2 separate regions of the Eptesicus fuscus genome follow, and region 2 is linked to region 1. A link is a contact called in public Hi-C data. All regions are on one chromosome and are shown on one strand. Each heading gives the region's core, a stretch centred on a gene start, on an enhancer-like site or on the middle of the called end of the contact. The rest is flanking DNA. Distances are from core to core; before and after follow the strand shown. Region 1 holds the start of CENPT (centromere protein T). Region 2 holds the start of ENKD1 (enkurin domain containing 1).

What was found. A called contact is a pair of places that touch in the nucleus more often than the background predicts.
Region 2: a Hi-C map of liver shows a contact between it and region 1, with 2.8 times the contacts expected there. The contact joins the promoter of ENKD1 here to the promoter of CENPT in region 1. A contact is called at or near these places in 2 of 2 Hi-C or Micro-C datasets (liver and muscle).

The regions. Positions count from the first base shown.
Region 1 is chr21:12,958,728-12,965,273 of DD_ASM_mEF_20220401, forward strand. CENPT (centromere protein T) reads left to right here and starts at 3,805. Exons shown (of 13, transcript XM_054710996.1): 1 at 3,805-3,960; 2 at 5,024-5,114; 3 at 5,234-5,324; 4 at 5,433-5,529; 5 at 5,655-5,791; 6 at 5,908-5,956; 7 at 6,145-6,293. The coding sequence starts at 3,848.
Region 2 is chr21:13,089,735-13,096,726 of DD_ASM_mEF_20220401, forward strand. It overlaps ENKD1 (enkurin domain containing 1), which reads left to right and starts at 2,772. Exons shown (of 8, transcript XM_008139915.3): 1 at 2,772-2,821; 2 at 3,010-3,109; 3 at 3,206-3,400; 4 at 3,966-4,138; 5 at 5,071-5,196; 6 at 5,296-5,459; 7 at 5,559-5,695; 8 at 5,777-6,162. The coding sequence starts at 3,025. The coding sequence ends at 5,937. C21H16orf86 (chromosome 21 C16orf86 homolog) reads right to left here and starts at 2,774. Exons shown (of 4, transcript XM_054711162.1): 1 at 2,444-2,774; 2 at 2,005-2,177; 3 at 1,498-1,715; 4 at 827-1,386. The coding sequence starts at 2,548. The coding sequence ends at 977. PARD6A (par-6 family cell polarity regulator alpha) reads right to left here. Exons shown (of 3, transcript XM_054710589.1): 3 at 6,343-6,992. The coding sequence ends at 6,449.

The DNA.
Region 1 (6,546 bases), core at 2,555-5,054:
AATTTCAGACCATCCTTTGTGGTTACTTTAGGTCTCTGAGTTTGTAAGACCATTATGCAGGCCTTCCCTGAGTTTGTCAGGTTAGCATGTAAAAACATAGAATAGTACCATACAAAAGTAAATCGTGTCTCAAACTGTCTTGAAAAGAGTTTTGTGGTCTGGCCAGCATGGCTCTGGGGTTGAGCGTGGACCTATGAACCAGGAGGTCACGGTTGGATTTCTGGTCTCCGAGTTGTGGGCTCAAACCCCAATGTGGGGCGTGCAGGAGGCAGCCGATCAATGATTCTCTCTCTTCACTGATGTTTCTGTCTCTCTCTCCTTCTCTCTTTCTCTCAAATAAAAATATATTTTTTAAAAAAGAGCCCTAGCCGGTTTGGCTCAGCGGATAGAGCATCGGCCTGTGAACTGAAAGGTCCCAGGTTCGATTCCGGTCAAGGGCACATGCCCAGGTTGTGGGCTCCATCCCCAGTGGGGGACTTGCAGGAGGCAGCCGATCCATGATTCTCTCTCAACATGGATATTTCTATCTCACTCTCCCTTCCTCTCTGAAATCAATAAAAATATATTTTAAAAATAATAATAATAAAAAGAAAAAAAAGAAAAGAGTTTTGTGTTTTTCCATATTATCCAGTTCAAGGTTTTTTAAAAAAATCAATTTTTATTGATTTCAGAGAGGAAGAGAGATAGAAACATCAACGATGAATCATTGAACGGCTGCCTCCTGCACGCCCTCTACTGGGGATCAAGCCTGAAACCTGGGCATGTGCCCTGACCAGGAATGGGGAATAGAACTGTGACTTTCTGGTTCATAGGTCATGCTTGTTAGAAATAAGGCGAGTCCCCCAAGTAAGGGGTTCTGGTAGAATACAAAACACTCGGGAGCCAGGGAGCAAGGCAAACATATTTACTTCTACGTAGAAGGGTGCACACACATGGTCTGGAAGCGCGTGCACATGGAACAGATTGTCTGCTTGGCTTTATAATCCCTGACGCACGTGACCTGTCCTTTGCTCTTGATTGGAGCTCAGGCCCACAGTCTTTCGCAATTGGCTAATTCAAAGGGAGGGGTTGGCCTTTACTGTTTCAAGTTGGTGGCCCCCAGGGGAGCTGCAAGCCACGTGGCCAACATGGTGGCTGCCAAGTCACGCGGTCCAAAATGGAGACTGTCTAAACTGTTCTTTGACAGAAAAGATGACTTGTTTATTCTCACATGCTCAATCACTGACCCACGCCAGCCAGGCCAATTCAAGGCATTATAGTAAAGTCTTGCCCTTAGGTGATTCATGGTGACCATGGACATGTGCCTGAAAAGGGCTAGCAAATTCGGTGAGATAACCCAGAGGTCAGATCTAACTGACAAGAAATATTGATATGCTTTTCTTCTGCAGTTCTCTTATTCTGAGAAGCAAGATTCTACTTTTTTCTTTGCTTTATTATTAATATTTTTACTGACTTCAGAGAGGAAGGGAGAGGGAGAGATAGAAACTTCAATGATGAGAGAGAATCACCGATTGGATGCCTACTGCACGCCCACTACTGGGGATCAAGCCCACAACCTGGGCATGTGCCCTTGATCAGAATAGAACCCGGGACCTTCAGTCCGCAGGCCTATGCTCTATCCACTGAGTCAAACCAGCCAGGGCTCTTTGCTTTGCTTTATTTATTTATTTTTAATATATTTTTATTGATTTCAGAGAGGAAGGGAGAGGGATAGAGAGATAGAAACATCAATGATGAGAGAGAACCATTGATTGGCTGCTTCCTGCATGCCCCTTACTGGGGGATCGAGCCTGCAACCTGGGCATGTGCCCTTGGCCCGGAATGAACCTGGGGACCCTTCAGTCTGCAGGCCGATGCTCTATCCACTGAGCCAAACTGGCTAGGGTTCTTTGCTTTATTTTATTTTATTTTTATTTTTTAAATATATTTTATTGCTTTTTTTTTAAAAATATATTTTCTTGATTTTTTACAGAGAGGAAGAGAGAGAGACAGAGAGCTAGAAACATCGATGAGAGAGAAACATCGATCAGCTGCCTCCTGCACACCCCCCACTGGGGATGTGCCCACAACCAAGGTACATGCCCTTGACCGGAATCGAACCTGGGACCTTTGAGTCCGCAGGCCGACGCTCTATCCACTGAGCCAAACCGGTCTCGGCTATTTTATTGCTTTTTTACAGAGAGGAAGGGAGAGGGCTAGAGAGTCAGAAACATCGATGAGAGAGAAACATTGATCAGCTGCCTCCTGCACACCGCCCACTGGGGATGTGCTCGCAACCAAGGTACATGCCCTTGACCGGAATCGAACCTGGGACCTTTCAGTCCGCAGGCCAACGCTCTATCCCCTGAGCCAAACCGGTTAGGGCTTATTTTATTTTTTGAAGTGAACATATCAAGATTTTATTGTCATATAATAAAACAAAATACGAAGCTTAGAACTGGAGCACTTGACCCCTTTCTCTTCTTATCTCCTCCCAGTTCAAAATGCTTGCATCTCTTAATAGCCAGCATTCTTTTCGATTTGTACTTAGGTTCAACACATTCAAGCCTCAGCACAATCTTCTTTGTAGTTTTTTTTTTTTAATATATATTTTATTGACCCTTTACGGAGAGGAAGAGAGAGGGATAGAGAGCTAGAAACATCGACGAGAGAGAAACATCAATCAGCTGCCTCTTGCACACCCCCTACTGGGGATGTGCCTGCAACCAAGGTACATGCCCTTGTCCGGAATCGAACCTGGGACCTTTCAGTCCGCAGGCCAAAGCTCTATCCACTGAGCCAAACCGGTTTCGGCCTTCTTTGTAGTTTTAGCCTTTTTTTTTTTTTCTTTCGGAAAATTGGCTTAGTCTGTCCACCAATAGCCACTTTGCTTCCTGTCATAACGCCACTTTCCCTGAGCACACAGAGAATCCTTGCCCTTCTTGTACTGTTATTTTGTGGGGTTGATGCTTGCCACACTTCTTACAGAAAGTTCAGCGGGTTTTAGGAATGTTCACCATGTTTGCGAGAGCGCTATCGGCAGGGAAAGGCTCTTTGCTTTATTTTTTAACACAAGCACAAAGATGCCCACGCCTGTCCGAGTAACTGATTCGATACACTTGATCTAGGTGCAAAAGAACAGCATGGGAGACACAGAACTCAAGTTTTACGTCAGTTTCCTTGAAAGTTTAAGGAAGGGGAGGGGGGTGTCAATCATTGAAAAATATGATAATAGAATCTTCAGCATTGACAGAACTTTTGAGAGCTGAAGTTCATCTCAAAATTGCACATGTTTGAAGATCAAAGCATCTCTGATGGGTCACAAACAGCCCACTAGCCTGGGAGCCTACAAATTGGCCTCTTTTGATAGTGAGCCTATAGACAGAGTGGTCTTTACCAATGCAAATCTGACCAAACCTCATATAGAATGAGATTATTTTTTTCCTCCCCCAAGTGTCTCTCCTCACCTTCTGAGAGGGAGAAGGGAATGAGAGATATTCTAATAATAAGTGACCACCATTTATTGATGGCCTGACTTAATATGTGTCAAATCCTGAGTTAAACTTTATCTCACTGAATCATTTCAAGCCCGTTGTAAGGTGGGTATCATCCTCAACTTACAGATGAGGAAACCAGGCCTCGGCTGGTTGCACCCATTTGTCCAGGATCACTCCTAGGTAAAACTGCCTGCAAATTCAGAACGTGTGGGCACCTTTGCACACGCCCCTCGCCACTGGATGGTAAAGCTAGAACTGCAATTCCCGTGGAGCTGTGCGGCAGTCTCGCGAGAGTAGGCTCGAATGCGGCGGCGGGAAGGTGGCTGCCTCGGCTACTGCAGCGGTTGGGAGGCAGGCGGACAGCTGAGAGGATGGCGGACAGCGACATCTCCGACAATGAGCCTACGACGCGTACGCTGCTGCGACACGTGCTGGATACCGAGGCCCCGCGCACTCCGCGGCGACGCCAGAGCACTCGGGCTGGGTAAGTAAGGCGTTGCCCGGCACATGAGCAACCGAAGGACCTGGCGGGTGGGGTGTCGGCGTCACCCGGCGCTGACACAGTTTGGAGAAGGAAACTGAGCCTCAGAGAGTTGCAGAGCCCAAGGCTCTGAGAACCGGTTCCACTCCCTTATCTGGGCTTGGGTCAGCTAGGGGTACCCCACCCCTCGGGACTCCAGGCCGCCGAGAGTTCAGCTGTGCCCGCGTTTGGGGTGGTCCGCCTCTGGGAGTGAAGGATGGGCGCTCAGAATCCGGGTTTCTGCCCTGTCCTCTACGCCACTCTCTCCCAAACCTGCCCGGAGTGTGTGGAGGCATCTGCCCTAAACTACTTCCCGGCTGCTCCCTCCTTTCCCATCAGGAGCTGGAGAGCACAGCCTGGGCGGGAGGGAGGCAGGAACTGGGAAGGGTGCTTTGCTAGGGAACAGGGATTTGGCTGACTTGGTGGGTGTCCGCGGGTGACAGCTGTGACGAGCTCACGTGTGGTAGTCGTCTCGGCCAGACTGGGGCGGTGCAGGTCCTTTATGGGCAATGGAAAGCCATTCGTGACAGGTTTTTTAGACCTATGTCGTTGAGGTGCGACCTGTGCCCTGGGAATATTTGTGTGGTTCTCGAATCAGAGGGTTTGGACTGGAGGGACCAGGGCCAGAGTGATCCATGGGGAGGTTGCTGTCAGTCCCCGACAAGTTTAAACATACATATATTTCTTAGGTTGTTACTTTAATGGCTGGAATGGGTGCTCTTCCAATGATTCCTCTGGTCTGTGTGGCTAACCCTTCCTTCTGCCAGCGTCACCTCTGTGAAGCCTTCCTCAGCCCCTGTCTCTGACTGGGGCATATTTTCTCCTTTCCCATACCCCTTGGGCTCCCTTTCATCCACAACCCTGGGGACATAGAGCTTGGAACAGGCTATGGGAAGGACAAGAGATTTCTGGATCCCTGGCCCTGAGAGAAAAAGTCTTCAGGCTAAGATCCCTGATGAAGACATGTCTCTGCATCCCCTAGTTCCCCTTTACTACGTAATTCTCAGAGCCGCTGGTCTTTATACAGTGTCCAGAGAACCCTGCTTGAAACACCTTTCTCTATGAGGTTGAGGAGCCAAACAAAGACAACTGCCAGGCGGCAGTCCCACAGAGCCAGGGTAAGTGCCCAAACCACTGCCCACTATAGGGCTGTGCTGCCTTCAGGGGCCCCTGAGGTCTAGCTCTGCTCTTGAGCCCACCTTGAGGGAATCTCAAGGCAAAGTGCTTTTGCCTAAAGTCTATTGGCAGATTGGCCCCCCACATTCAAACCAGGGGACAGCTGAAGGAACAGACACCCCGGACTCTGCTTGAGAATATCCTGTTAACCGGTAAGTGAGCACTGGTCTGCTGGTCAGAGTTAGGCACCGGCCCGTGGTATCCCCTTATTCAGGACAGATTGCCCTCCCAGTCCCACCCTCTTCTTGTTATTTCTACAGCCCCGGAATCGTCCATGGTCATGCCAGAGTCAGTGGTGAAGCCAGTGCCAGCACCGCAGGTGGTCCAGTCCTCCAGCCGGGAAAGCAGTTCTGGCAGGTGCACAGTGGATTCCCTATTTGGGGCTGGGCTGTTAGACAGCTCTGATGAGGAAGCCTTCTTGGGGGTCCTAAAAGCCATATGTGGGACTCCTGGCCTGTCTGAGATTAGTTCCATCCTTATAGTCTGGAACTGCAACTTCCTGAGCTCAACACCCCCACAACCTTGGCTCCAAGTCTGCTGACTTCTGGCAAGAGGAAGAAGAGGCTGAGATTGTCAGAGTTTCAGCAAGGAATGGACCAGGGGCTGCCTCTCTCCCAAGGTGAGGCCCTGGACAACCCCTATGGCCACCCTCTCTCTCCTATTTTCTGTGGAGGCTTAGGAGGCCTGAGGGAGGGCTAGCCTGAGCCTGGGTGACTTACAGTTTCTTCTTTTTAGAGCCTGTTACGGAGCCTCCTGGGAATACTGGTGCCTCCTCCCTCACCAGGTGCAGTTGCCCCTCCTGGGGGTTGGTTGAAGAGAGGCTTGGGGGGAAAGGTGCTGACTAGATTCTGCCCATTAACAGCATGATAGCTGTGCTCTAGAAGACGAGAGCACCAGGGCAGATAGAGAAATGAGAGGTGGGAAACTAGGCCTCAAGTAGCTGACTTTCCTTTGTGACTTCTCTCCCACAAGCTCCCTCAACCTGACCTTTGCCACGCCTCTCCTGCCACAATCAGTGCAGAGGCCTGGTTTGGCCCGCAGACCTCCTACACGCCGAGCTGTAGATGTGGGTATATTTTTGCAGGATCTGCAAGATACTTCTGTGGCCATGGCTCTGCCAGGTAAGGTTGAGATTTCCCTCTTGCCAGCCTGTGGGGAAAGCTTTCCCTCATGACAGATAGAAGGTGCTGCTGAGTCCAGGGTTGCTCCCCTCTTTATTGGATCAAGGGCAGTGAACAAGCCTAGCCCAGTGGTGGGCAAACTCATTAGTCAACAGAGCCAAATATCAACAGTACAACGATTGAAATTTCTTTTGAGAGCCGAAAACCGTCTTCTGCACATGGGCCACGAAGTTTCAATTGCACTGTACGTGCA
Region 2 (6,992 bases), core at 1,522-4,021, 130 kb after region 1:
AACGCTGGCTTGCCAGGAACAAGGTGCCCCGAGTTTCTCAAAGGTCCATGTGAACTAGCCAAGTGAAGGGCTGAATGATTTGGGCTTGAACACTGTGCAGATGAGCTACAGGAGGAAAAGCAGGTTGGAGGGAGGAGAAATGATTCATTTGAAATTCCCTGTGTTTATGGTGTCAGGGGGACATGCAGAGGACCAGGAAGCAGTTAGATATGAGGGTTTTCAAAATGGCCAGCACTGGCCACCTCTTCCCAGAGTTCTACGGGTGAGAAGCAGTGGTCATCTGGTGGCTTGGCTCTCAGACTCCAGGGAGACCATTCACCTCCACCACCATCCCTGCCTGCCGGTAAAAAGGCACTGATCCTCTGTCACTAGGGGCCATTACGGGGCAAAGTCTGGTCCAGCTGTGGTTTAACAACAAAACCTTCCAAAGCTGCCGGTCTTGGGGCAGGCAAATAAACTGCCACTTCAGAGGGAGTATCCCAAGTGTTGGTCCCCTCAAGGTCAGACTACATGCAAGCCCCTTCCTGGGAGACAGGGAGCAAGGCCAAGCACCTGCTTCCGTGACCTGACAGTCCCTTTCCTTTCTCTGCCCCCTGTTCCTCATCACCTCCCTCCCCATCCTCACTATATCCTGTCTGATCTTCAGGTTTATTTGAGGGGCCTTTAAGTGCACAGAACCAGGTCCCACCCCTGCAGATTGATTCAGTTAGACCTGAGGTAGTGTCCACAAATCTATACTTTTGAGGCTTCAAACCCTGCACTGGGGAATCCTCCACCCTTCCTAGGCTCTCCCTCTTCAGGCATCTTATTTGGGGAGTCAAAAGTCTGAGAAAAAGGAAAAACATTTATTTTCAGCAAGTCCAAGGTCCCAAGTTGGGGCAGGGCAGAATTCCCCCTTTCACCTGAGGGCTGAAGCCCACAGGCTGTGCTCTGGTCCTGGCTTGGGAACAGAGGAGCAACCCCTGGGATGGGACAGTCACTTGTACTGAGGAGAGAGTGGGGGTACAAGTGGGGCAGCACAGACACTTAGCATCTTGCTGATGTCCACCTGAGTTGACTTATCCATCTCAGTCTTGAGGAGGCCACTGACCCCCAAGCTGGGCAAACCCCCAGGCTCCTCTCCAGCCTCCTCTCCAAGGGGAACCAGAGCATGGGTGGGAGACACGAACATATTGGGGCAGGGCAAAGTGAGGCCTGAGTCCAGCTCACCTGCCACTGGCAGCAAGGCTGGCAGTTGTTCCACACATGCCTCCTTGGGGACCAGGGTTGGGTCCGACTCAGGTTCCACCTCGGCCTCAGCCTCCCTATCCACTTCCGCTGCCTCGTTCAGCTCAGGGTTGCAATAGTTGATGTACTGGTACAGGGGCCGTAAGCGTTGAGCCTTTCCTGCAAGGACCCGGGGCAGAGCAGGGGCTGGAGCACCAAGCTGTGCCATGTCAGGAGGCCAGCAGGCGGGAGGGGGGGGTGGGAAGAGAAGGGCCAGGGACTGCCACTCACGCTCTAGCCCCAAGGTCTCTGAGGGTGCAGACACTGTGCTGGCCACAGCTGGGAGCACTGGGGCCCCCAGACTCTTGCGTTTCTTGGCTTTTTTGTGCTGTTTGGCAGACGGTGAAGGCTCGCTCTGGCTACCCTCCAGGTCCTCCCTCTGCAGCGGCAGCCCCTGGGGCAGCTCAGCTTCAGCCCTAGGATGGGCTTGGTGACTAGGCCCTGGGAGGCTGGGGGACAGGAGGCTTGAGGAGGGAATAGCCCTGCATGCCCACCACCTCAGGCCCAGATTCTTGTCCCTTTCCTGGTCAACGAGGCCCCAAACTGGATAAGGGCTGAGAGCTCATGTGAGTTCAGTCCTGTACAAGGCCTTGAGGGGTGAGGAGCGATGGTGGTGGCAGGGGATAAGGATGCACCCTGCAGGAGTGCAGGAATTTGGAATCCTACTGGGGTGTGATACACCCCACCCCACCCCACCCCGCCAACCCTATTGTCCCTTCCCTCTGAAAGCCCCCTCACTTGACTGGCTTCCTCTTGGGACCATGACTGGACCTCACAACAGAGGCCATAGGCCTGGGGCCTCGCTCCTCTAGTGCCTCCACCTCTGGTTTGAGCCGCTCTTCCTCCAGCTTGAGTCGTTCCTCCTGGAGCTCCGGCTCTGAGACTGGTCCTGTTGGACGCTTGTCTTCACCCTGGGTCCCACAGGCCTCATGAGCTGACACCAGGCCCTGATTTCCCATTAGTGGACACTAGAGGTGACACATAGGTAACTGGTCACCATAGCCAGACAAGGGATACAGGGATCAGTCATTAGACACCAAATCGGATGAAGGGCACCAGCCCATGCTCCTGTCTGCCTGTGAAGCCTGTCCTGCCAGTTAGGGGGTCAACGTACAGAGTTTGGCCTCCTAGAGAGCGCCGAGGCCAACAGTAAAGGCTAGACAGCCCTGATGTTCACCTCAGAGCTCTGAACGTGGCCACGGGGTGCCTCCGAGAGCTGTGCAGGCCCCTCCGCCGTCCCCTCTTGGGCTCCTGGTCGCCTCTCGGTCCCAGCTGAGGCCATAGCTGCGCGGAGTCAGCACCTCTGCTGGGAGTTGGGAGTGAAGGCGAAGACGGGCCCTTTTCACTGCTGTACCCGGAAGACTAGCTCGGAGGCGAGGGCCGGGATGGGAAAAGGGACTGGCTATCGACCAACTCTACCCTGAACTGGAACTACAAACCCCAGAAGACGTTGCGCCAGGGGCATTGGCCCCTGACCTCAGAAGCGGAAACTATTGTTGCTTAGCAACAGCAAAACCCGTCGGGTTTCAGCTGCGGGCTGCAAAAAACCGCTCTGGTGAGCCCCCTGCCTGGGTGTTGAGGGGTTGAGGGGGAGGGGGACGCGAACGAATGAGGGAAGTGGGCTAGGAGCGCAGGCAGCTAGTGCAGGCCGGACGGGTCCCGTCCAGGGAAGGGGCACGGGGCTGAGGAAGGAGCTGGGGACCCCAGAGACGCAGCCTGGCAGGCCTCCGTGCACCGTTACAGGGCTACGACGGCGGCATGTGCGAGGGCCCGTCCCGCATTTCGGGGCCCATCCCCCCAGACCCTACGCTCTGTCCTGACTACTACCGGCGGCCCGCCTCCGGTGAGTTGGGGGGTGTCGCGGCCCAGGAAGGCCCGAGTTAGGCTCGGGTCCAGCTCCACCACTGAACCCCGCACTCCGCCCTGTCGGACCCCTCAGCCCAAGGGCGCCTTGAGGGAAACGCGCTGAAGTTGGACCTGCTAACCTCGGACCCGGACCTGGACGCCACCCCGCCCCGCGGCCCCCGCATCCGTCCTGAAGCCAAAGAGATCCTGGAGCGTGGCCGATGCGGCGTGGGGGGCATGCTGCTGCAACTTGGGGGTATTTCCCTAGGCCCACGGGCCTTTCCCAAGAGTAAGTTCTGGGCAGAATGGGCAGCGAGGCAAATCTGAGATTAAACCTGAGTTCAAAAACTGATGCTTCTCCTGCCCTGACCTGGGTTCAGGCTTTGCCTCTCTGAGTGTCGATTTCCCCTACTATAAAAGGAGGGAGCGATGCACTACCTTTTCCTTCTCACAGAAGAGGACCGAATGAGGGAGTCTCCAGGAAACGCTAGTTCAGCTTCATGAATTCACGTATCAATGAAATGTTTGTTGTTTAGTGCCTACTGTTTGCCAGGCCCAGTAGGTGCTATGAAAACAGGTTGAAGACCAGCATGGGCCTTTAAGTCAAAGTGGGAGACAATAAACAAGTAAGATGAATATTATATATAAGATAATTAATGGCATACTTCACAATAAAAATGTAGAAAATACTCAGGGATAGAAGATAAATTACCATGTGAGAAAGGAAATAAGATGGTGAGGTGGAGTACCTGTATAGCGTCTAACTTAGAGCGGTCAGACCTGTGTGTGAACTGATATGAGTTGGATTTCATGGGCTATATGTAGGGCAGAGCCTGGTAACACCTTTTTCCCAGGGAAGGACCCTAAAGACCATGAGAAGGAGAATCTGAAGAGGATCAAGGAGATCCAGAGGCGCTTCCGTGAGCAGGAGCGCAGCCGGGAGCAGGGCCAGCCCAGGCCCCTGAAGGCTCTTTGGCGCTCGCCCAAGTATGACAAAGTTGAGTCCAGAGTCAAGGCCCAGCTGCAGGTAACTGCCTCAGGGAGCCAGAAGTATTGTCCATCTTATTTGCCAGGAGTCTGTTATGCCCTGATCTGAGTTATGGGGAGGGAGGAAAATCACAGGACTAAGGTAACAGGAGACTGAGAGGTAGCTGGTTCTGTTGCAGGGGATTCTCAGAAGTGGTGATGGCTGGGTGATCCTGAGCGGCAAGTAGGAATTAGGCGAGGGGAGAATGGAAGAGAACATTCTTTATAGATGAAACCTCACAGATAGAAGTCCTAAGATTAGAGGGAGTGTGGGCAGTGGGGATGCTGTGTACTGTTTACTGTGAGGGGATAAGAGCATGAGGGTAGGCTAAGTAATCAGCTGGACCCATATAAAGAGCCACCTAACCCGCTTTTCAGCCTTTATTTCTACGGGCAGTGGGAAGGTCAGGGACAGGCGTACGGTGGTGGGATTCTGTCTTGAGTAGATGGTGGCACCATTTCTCTATCAAGGGGAAGATCAGGATTGAGAGAAAAGACAATAAGGTTATATGGGGATGTGCTGAAGCTGGAGCATTTGTGAAACTCCCAGGGGGTGGGAGTGTGTCCAGGAAGCAGATGGAGAATCAGGCCTGGATCTCAGGAGTGAGACCTAGAAGTTATTGAGGATCAGGCTGAGGACGATGAGACCAGGGAAATGACCCTGCATTTGCGGGCTTGGAAGCCAGCTGTCAATGACCTTGGTGGGGACATATCCAGGAAGCTTGGCTAGGAAGGAGAGAAAAGGATGGTAGCTGGAGCCAGGACTGAGGTAGGAGGGTGGTTTGTTGTTAAGGATGTGAGAGACACACATGTTTAAATGCTGATGAGAAGTGTTTTTAAGAGGGAGGAGACCCATAGGGCAGAGGATAGAGGCTCGGTTTTGAGACCTTGACCACAGCCTGACTGATCCCTTTTCTATGCCCTGCCCTCCAGGAGCCTGGCCCTGCCTCTGGGACAGAGACCGTGCACTTCCTGCGGGCTCACTCACGCTGCGGTCCTGGGCTCCCACCACCCCGTGTCCCCAGTCCCCAGCTAGCCCCACCAGATCCGAATGCCAAGGTGAGAGTATGTGTGGGATAGAAGGTGGGACAGGGATCCTGGGGGTTTCAGGGGAACAACTCAGTGCTGTCTTCCCATCACGCTTGCCGTGTCCTGCAGGAGCCAGGCCTAGGTGTGGACTTCATTAGCCATAATGCCCGCACTGCCAAGAGGGCCCCCAGGCGGCATTCCCGCTCGCTGCAGGTCCTGGCACAGGTACTGGAACAGCAGCGGCAAGCCCAGGAGCACTACAACGCCACACAGAAGGGCCACGTACCCCATTAGTAGGTCCCACCGCCCAACACCCAGGGTGAGGGGTGCCTGTGGCAGGTGGGAGCCTACATCTGCCCTGGGATTATCAACCTGACTCGATGCATCCACAGCTTGTTGGAGCGTAGGGATTTGTGGCGTCGGGAGGCTGAGGCCCGCCAACATAGCCAGCCGGACCCTGCCATGCCCCCTGGCCACACTCGCATGCCTGAGAACCAGCGTCTGGAGACACTGAGCAATCTGCTCCAGAGTGAGTATGTGGACTGGATGAGGAACCCACTGAGAACTTTGCACTCCTGCCTAACACTAACTGTTCCTGGGCCCCCTGTAGGCCAGAGCCAGCTGCTGCGTGAGCTGGTGCTGCTGCCTGCCGGGGCAGACTCCCTGAGGGCCCAGGGCCACCGTGCTGAGCTGGACCGGAAGCTGGTACAGGTAGAGGAGGCCATCAAGATCTTTTCCCGCCCCAAGGTCTTCGTGAAGATGGATGCTTGAGCCCTTTTACAGGGGTAGTGACAGGTCCTAGCTGAGGATCACTGCATGGTTGCAATGGACAGGGTCAGGCCCCATCATCAAGTCTAAAAACAGAAGCAGTGGCGGGGGGCGGGGCGGGGAGGAGTATCCCCAGAGCACTTTTCCTAGCCACTGGTGGCTGCAGAAGGGCCATCCTAGCCCAGCCTCTTTACCCCTTTGTCAAAATTAAACTTTTTGTACACAGTGGGATTTGTTTCCATAAGAGCTTTTCTTACCCTATAAATTCTAACTGTGGTGGCCCTCCTGCTGCCCAACTGCAGGAAGGTCTCTCTGCTGCCCTTATCAGTCCTGCCTCACGTCCAGGGCAGAAGGCAAGACTGTGGGATCAGGGAGGAGGCTGGGGCTGGGATACAGAAGGACCATAACTGCATTTGTAAAAAACCTTTAATGTCCCCCATACTGAGGGCCCTGTGAACAAGCTAAAACCCCACTGAGGAGTCCCCTGGAGTGGCAAGGACTGCTTCCTTGTGTGTCAGAGGCTGAAGCCACTACCATCTCCTCGCATGCTACTCCCCCAGCCAGAGCTGGCTTGCTCCTGATCATCCAGGGATGGCAGAGAGCTGCGGGCACTTGGAAGTAGGTGGCCTGGGTGCAGGTCCCAGCATGGAGAACCCTGAGACAGCCCATTGGAACAGGGAGGCTGGCGGTTCTCAATGACCAGATCACTACTGTCATCATCACTATCGGGCTCAGTAGGCCCAGGCCCAGCAGAGGGAGGCCCTGTCAGACGCCCAGATGCCCCACGCACCACATTATTGCGCTGATTGGCTGGCTTGACAGTGACGATGAGGTTGTGGCTGTTGGCGACCATCATATCTGTCACTTGGTCCAAGGTCTTCCCAGCCACCTCAATGCCATTGACTTCGAGGATCTCATCACTGACTGCCAGCAGTCCTGTACTCTCAGCCAGGCCCCCTCGTACCAGGCGAGAGATGAAGATGCCTGGGACACGTTCCAGGCCCTGGGGAGCTACACGAACGCTCATGCCATCTCGGATGTAGAAACCTAGTGGGCGG